Linked DNA regions of Danio rerio: region 2 is linked to region 1. The links are chromatin contacts, called in public Hi-C maps. All regions are on one chromosome and are shown on one strand. The core of a region is the stretch at or near the end of the contact, and the rest is flanking DNA. Distances in the headings are between cores, read along the strand shown. Region 1 holds the start of slc13a5b (solute carrier family 13 member 5b). Region 2 holds the start of ccdc9 (coiled-coil domain containing 9).

Region 1 (3,523 bases), core at 749-3,248:
ATAACCTGATTTTCATCTCCAAACAAAATGCAACATCTCCACAACGTTGAGGTACAATGTCAATCTGACGTCAGGTACAGTAAACATCCTTCATCTTCTCATCAATGACATGCATCTAAACAGTTTCTGGGTCATTGCATGTAACGATTTTGGACATCTTTTTGGACACTTTTAATGCTTCCAAACAGTTTGCTGCAATAATAAATCACCCTTGTCTTGAAGTAGTTCATTATAATAAGATTTACCTTCTATTCGTGATTTGATTGGACAGGAATCGCCGGACTGTTTTTTTTTAAATTTTAAATTTTTTGGGAGAACCGATATCTGGCAGATTTTAGCCCAACTCAAATTAAACAACTGAACAACCCAATCAAGGTCTTGGGTATATTCAGTTGAAGTCAGAATTATCATATCGAAAAATAAAATAGCTTAAAGGGGCTAAAGTCGAATTCCAGTCAAATTAAAACAAATAAGACTTTCTCCAGAAGAAAAACTAGATCAGACATACTGTGAAAATTTCATTGCTCTGTTAAACATAATTTGGAAAATATTTAAAAAAGAAAAAAATCAAAGGGGGGCTATTAATTCTGACTTCAACTGTTTAATGTAGAGTCAAGTTGAAGCTAAACTGCAGTTTCAAAGCCCCCTTAGTCTAGGACCATTTATAGTGCTCTCTGCTGTAGAACGTCAGAACTGCTCACTGACTGCTTGATCTGCAACAGAATGAGTAGCAGGACGCCCTCTGGTGGAGTTCTGTAGGCAACAAGTCTAGCATAAAATCAACATATACTGTGCCAAACTGCAAAATGGATACAACTAAAAATACTTCACTGTGCTATTGGCTGTGTGGATGCCAACAGCCCTAACTATCTTCAGCGATTCTCCTGCATTTAGGTCCTCACCTCTACAGCTCTTACTTTAGATTAGTAAAACACCCCAAACGTGTCAGGCTAGAGGGCGCCCGCGAGCATTAATGCAAGATAAGGTTTTGCATTTTTCAGATTCAAATAATGAAAAATTATTTATTTAAAGTTGTTTACTTTAAGAGGAGATAGCACTGCACATTCGAAAGACTGAATGGAAATATTTTCCACAAAAAAGCCAATTCGTAACAAATGTGACATTTGCTAAAAGTGTTTCGTGTGATTTTTGCTAAAAAAAAAAAAAAAAACGTCGGTCGTGTTCTTCACATTTCACTAATTAACTATTTTTTTCACTGACTTCACCGAGCATATAATTGTTTTATAATTTTGGTGACACACATATATTCTAGCGCATACTTGCATGAAACGCTATAGTTTCACCAAAACCAGTAAGAATATTGTGCCGTCTCTTGAAATTGTGACAATAACACACAAATTATGTTTTGAATCTCATATTGAAATATTTATTGTTTATTTGCTTTATTTATTTAATTTCCTGTAATGTGAGGTGACTTGTATTATGACACAGTTGAGAATCACACGGTTTGCGAGCGCACGCACACCGAGATGAGAGTCACGTGAGGCTCTGAACTCAACACCATGGCTTCTCAAGACAACAAAATATTCTCGACTTCTTAGGAAATTATTGTGCTGTTATGGTAGTTCATAAAGCACTGGAAATACATTTGATACATGCCGCGAACCTGGAACTGGGCACCGCGATGGCAGCTGTTCCAGTGATCAGTTGCTGACAAGCAGCAAACAGTGCAGAGGTGAGCAGCAACAACAACAGCTAGATGGACTGATTTCCTCTTATCCCAGTGTTTGCTTAACGGTAGTATATATCTAACGTTACTTACATTAACCTGACAGGCTGTGGTTTAATGCGTAGAGTAGCGCTCTGTTGTGTTTGTAAGTTAACAGTCGAGAACTGGCAGAAGTGCACTATTTCCTTATTCTCTGGTCAGAGGTTGAGAGGAACTAAAATGTTGCAGAAATTAGCGACACATTTTATCGCTCGTTATTTCTAGAAGCTTGTGTTTTGTATGCTTATGTTCTGGATATAACTAAGTACGTGATTTTGCTGTGTGGCGGAGATCAGTCACGGGGTAATGCATGACATTTTGTGTGATGACATCAGTGTCCTCGACAAATCATTAGTTGTTGCTAGACTGGAGATGATTTGATCTGTATGCTTCTCCTGTGTGTACAAATGGGCACACAACAACCATATTTTTAAGACAATGCATATTCTGCATTGTGTGTGTGTGTGTGTGTGTGTGTGTGTGCGCGCGCAGTTGAAGTCAAAATTATTAGTCCCCCTTTGACTTTTTTTCCTTTTTTTAAATATTTGCCATATTGAGCAAGGAAATTTTCACAGTATGTCATATTTGTTCTTATGGAGAAAGTCTTATTTTTATTTTGGCTAGAATAAAAGCTGTTGTTTTTTTCAATAGTCTGCAGAACAAACCATCATTATACAGTAACTTGCCTAATTACCCTAACCTGCCTACTAGTTAACCTAATTAACCTAGTTATGCCTTTAAATGTCACTGCAAGCTGTATAGAAGTGTCTTGAAAAATATCTAGTAAAATATTATTTGCTGTCATCATGGCAAAGAGAAAAGAAATAGTTTATTAGAAATTAGTGAATAATAGAACATAATAAAACTATTATGCTTAGAAATAAGTTGAAAAAAATTCTCTCAATTAAACAGAAATTAGGTGAAAAAATAAACAGGGGGGCTAATAATTCAGGATGTTTAATAATTCTGACTTTAACTGTATGTATAAATAGTATTGTTTTTATAGACATTAAAAATTATTTGCCACAAGCCTTTTTTTAAAGTGAACAACAAATGAAGACAATTGTAGACAGTCATAAAAGCAACTACAGTACCACAGAATGTAAATACAATGGGATTTTTTAGTTAGTCCTAGGTAAATAGAGACTATGTTGTCAATTAAATAGCAGCAAAAAATGTTTTTTTCTCCTCTTATTTTTTCCCATGTACAGATGTCGTTGTTTACACATGGATAATCTTTTTAAACCCACTTCAACAAACCCTAAATACTCTACCTAGTATATCGACAGTAATAATAATAAAATATTATTAAAAGAATAATAATAATAGAAAAAAACAGCAAAATTATATAAAATAAGAGTAGGGAAATAAAAATAACATAAAAATAGATAATAAAATAAAATAAAATGATAAATAGACAACCATAATGGGTGATACAATCAGGCATAGTGCTGTGCCATCCTACAATGGTAAGCTAACATAGACTAAGCATTGCAGTCTGGACAGAGAAAGAAAAAAAAAAACGGGAAATTACAGTTACATTCAAGATAAGTCACATTAGTTCCCAGGAAGTACATTAATAACTGAGAATTATGATAGTAAATGTTGCCAAACATATAAGAATTCGCTAGAACCTCTAATTGAATATTTAATTTTTTACAAGTGTAGATATAACATCAGATCTTGAGGCCAGTGGGATGCTTTAGTTGGATTTAGAGATTTCCATTGCAACAAAATTCCTCTCTGAGTCAGTAAAACTAATGCAAATAAAGTTTTTATGTAAAACCCTAAAAT
Region 2 (4,047 bases), core at 407-2,906, 380 kb before region 1:
TGTTGTGAGCATGCGCAGAAACACCATGACAATTGTCGGGTCATTGGAAGTCTTTAGATCTGTGACCCATAATTTGAAGGAGAATAGTCCCTTTTCTTCGTCTGATACGGTTTAATGGCGGCTGACAAGCCAACAAGAAGCCTTGAGACTGTAATAACAAAAAGTGGAACTAGTTTAAAATATCTATCTATCTATCTATCTATCTATCTATCTATCTATCTATCTATCTATCTATCTATCTATCTATCTATCTTTGAGGTTGTAAATACAGCACTAATAAGCATTAAACTGTCCTCGTATCAGCATTTTTTTAAATATATATATAATTAGAAGTTGTATTACGTTTATTAAAATTTTATATTATTCATTTGTTATATTACAGTATTGCATGTATTACAGCAGGCTGACATGGGTGAGATGGTTTTGATTGTTGTTTTGTGTGTGTGGAAATGTTTAGGGTTTTACCTCGCTGAGAGATTCATAACAACAAATGTAGCAATTGATTTTGTCTCCTTTAAGTTGTATTTATATATAACGGTCACATAATACTGCCTTTACGTATGGGGACTGTGTTTCATTTAAATAAGGTGATTTGCAATTATTCTAAATAAAATTTTCAACTGTATATTGGTTTAAGCCATTCATTTAAGTTACAGCATGTTTTGTTTTTTTGTGCTTATTTGTCTTAGGTCAGTGTCACGTGGTGATTGAAAGTTACTGTTATTCAGAATAAATACAGAGCTTATTGTGATGATAAATATTTTTAGGTTATTGGGGTATATGCAGACTTTTAATTTTCAGCCAGCCCGGCGACTTCCGGTGAACTGTCAATACCGTCACGTTTAAGATCTGTTTTGATTAAAAAAAATAGATATATTATCTAATAGATATTTGAAATAAAGTGGGTCCCAGACTGGACAAGAAGCACTAAATTATTTTTTCCTTGCTATCACTTTAAAATATGAACCTTTATTTTACCTTCTTGAATGGAGTTCATGTGCTAGCATGCTGGTACTGACGACGGTTACACGGTTTATCATCTTGTTTTATGCTTGAACAACTAAATGAATTCTTACATTTATTTAACTGATAGTATGTTAATTACATTATAATTTCAAAACTGTTAAAGGAACCTTATAAACTTTTAAACTGTCACATTAACCTTTCACCGGAAGTTTACCGTTGGCTAAAAAACACTAGCTGTGCATATGGCCCATTGAATGAGTTCATTTAATTTTGCACGGACAGATGGGGATCTGCTTTGAGAATCCTTGTCCAGCAGATGGTGCAGTAAGCCTAAAAGAGACACAGTTTTTAGAACCCAATTTTCCCAGGATCTTACTCAAATACATTTCTAACACCATTACTTTAAACTGAATTTATTCATTAATTCTTTTGTTTCCATTTAACTTTAGTAAAATGAATTTCTAACATCATTAGCTACAAATGTACATTTTATGCATTTTTCTGCGGCTATGAGACTTTAGTACGTCTGTTACTGCGTAGACATTTTCTTTAACATTTATTACATTTTATTTAAACATTTATTTAATTATTTTACTTTTGAACTTTAAATGTGTGGGAAATAAAACTACTCAAAATCTGCGCTATGACTTTTATTTTGAAATTCTTCCTCTTTTCATGACTTATCTGGAAGTGGAAGCTTTTGTGAGCGGAAGTACATTAAGTAATAGTCGGTCTTCGTTGATCGAGTGCACCTTACAAGTCACTTCAAGGGGTGCTGCGCTTACCAGAGGTAAAACAGTGCCTAATTGTAGAGCTGTAATGTATACTTTTATACATACAGGAGTTATTAGTGATTTTCAAATGTAACGTTATTTTAGATTTTTTAAAATAAATAAAAACGACGAGAGCTCGGCTGAATTTGGCGCAGGGCAACTTGGCGGCTGCTTTGATTGTAACTATTGATACATTGCAATAATCTCCACTGGCGCTTCAGAGTCACTTTCTTATAAACACACTCTGACAGTGTATTCAAACATTCATCTTGGTTGGTCATGGTGTTGTGTTCACTAATACGCTTATGGAGGGCTTTACAGAGTCTGTGTGTTCATAAGAGGGTTTATGATGATGCCAACCTATAGTAAAATTGTGTTGTGCATAGTATCTTTGTGTGATCATGCATGTAATTATTAGGAAAAATAGCTGTTGTTGTATTGTCATATTTTGTATTTGTCTTTTTTCCTTAGGTTTAGGAGTTTCTCAAGATCATACCAGCAGCCATGGTGAGGCTCATTATCATCATTTCTGATATTGAAATAATAATGAAATGGGTGTTCCATGTAAAGAAATGAAATGGGTTCTGATAGTTATTGGTGTCTGGTAGGGCTGAACGTTATTGGAAAATCTGAGAAGACAATATTTTTATTTTTTTTGCAATATATATTGTGATATAAATACTATTTCACGAGATGGCCTGAATTTGAAAAACAAATCTCGAATATAAATTGATTGGGGTGATTTTGTAAGGGTGTGAATAATGTATAAAAATAAAAACAAATTGCAAGCAAGAATAAATACAATAGCGAAGAGGAAAAGGTAAGAGAGTCAGTCGAACAATTATTCAGGTAAATAAATTTTATAATACAATGTTAAATAAAACTGTATGGTCTTCATTGTAGTAATTCAGTAAATCTATTTTTTGTTAAAGTTACAAATGTTGTACATTTTTGTGCATGAATGCTTTAAACTCTCTTGAAATGTCTTTGTTGTAAAACATAAGCACTCTGTTATGGTTATACTTTGCAATGACTCCACAAATCTCATGTATTCCAAACTGTTGTGCTAATCAACTATAATCCCATTCCCAACTCAACATTGTGTATACTGCGATGTGACTATTGCAGACATATGCATTGTGATATCGATACAGGAACCAAATATTGTGCAGCCGTAGTGTCTGAGCTGCAAATAAATGTTATTTTGATCAATGAATCTTTTCTGATGTATATATATATATATATATATATATATATATATATATATATATATATATATATACACACACACACACACACACACACACACACACATATATATATATATATATATATATATATATATATATATATATATATATATATATATATATATATATGTGTGTGTGTGTGTATATATGTGTGTGTATATATATATATATATATATATATATATATATATATATATATATATATATATATATATATATATATATATATATATATATATATATATATATATATATATATATGAGAATAAGAGAGCAAGTTATATTTAAATATATATAATATAAATATTTTCCCAGTGATGGGTTGCAGCTGGAAAGGCATCCGCTGCGTAAAACATGTGCTGGATAAGTTGGTAGTTCATTCCGCTGTGGTGATCCAAGATTAATAAAGGGACTTAGTCGAAAAGAAAATGAATGAATGAGTAAAATAAATATTATTCCATTTCTAATTTATATATAAATTGTCAGCAGTGTTTATAAGGTAAAAGTTCATGAGCAATTTATGGCGTGTCTGCATTTGTAGTTATGTCCATGGATGAATAGGTCTGTTTATAATAATTATAATAATACAAAAGACAAAGGCATAAGCTAATATGACATAGATTAAAAAATTGCATTATTGATGCATATAAAACTTATAACATCATGTCCTGTAAAAGGTTTTGTAATTTCTTTAGAAATCTTATTTACACCCATTTTGAAAAACCTGTAGATTTGTACTAACAAGTTTACCATTCTACAATGGCTGTTGAATCAAATTTGGCATCAACATATAAAAATATATGGTTTTCTGTGCACAGCATGATGAGCCAATAATTTTTTTGTTAACCGTCTTTTTAGTCACTTATTATCATTATTGGATCAATTATTATTTTTTTTATTATGATTATTTTAGTCAAAGTTGTTTCAAGAGCATAAACATGCAAACCCAATGATTATTTTTAACCAAAAAAATTAAAACTTATCGTTGTTTAAACTGTATTTATTTCTTTGACCATCATCTCCCTTCTTTCTCATTCAGTCAGCTGTGGTAGATCTAA

The links. Hi-C and Micro-C count contacts between places; a contact is called where the count stands out from the background.
Region 2: a contact with region 1 is called in a Hi-C map of hematopoietic stem cells, with 2.8 times the contacts expected there. The contact joins the promoter of ccdc9 here to the promoter of slc13a5b in region 1. A contact is called at or near these places in 4 of 18 Hi-C or Micro-C datasets (caudal fin, embryo, hematopoietic stem cells and 1 more) and 1 of 4 datasets of contacts at active chromatin or transcription factors (embryo).

The regions. Positions count from the first base shown.
Region 1 is chr15:29,046,732-29,050,254 of GRCz12tu, reverse strand. It overlaps slc13a5b (solute carrier family 13 member 5b), which reads right to left and starts at 1,998. Exons shown (of 13, transcript XM_073923769.1): 1 at 1,784-1,998. It overlaps wdr81 (WD repeat domain 81), which reads left to right and starts at 1,467. Exons shown (of 12, transcript NM_001424091.1): 1 at 1,467-1,696.
Region 2 is chr15:29,426,861-29,430,907 of GRCz12tu, reverse strand. It overlaps ccdc9 (coiled-coil domain containing 9), which reads left to right and starts at 1,656. Exons shown (of 15, transcript NM_001075106.2): 1 at 1,656-1,756; 2 at 2,211-2,246; 3 at 4,029-4,047. The coding sequence starts at 2,244.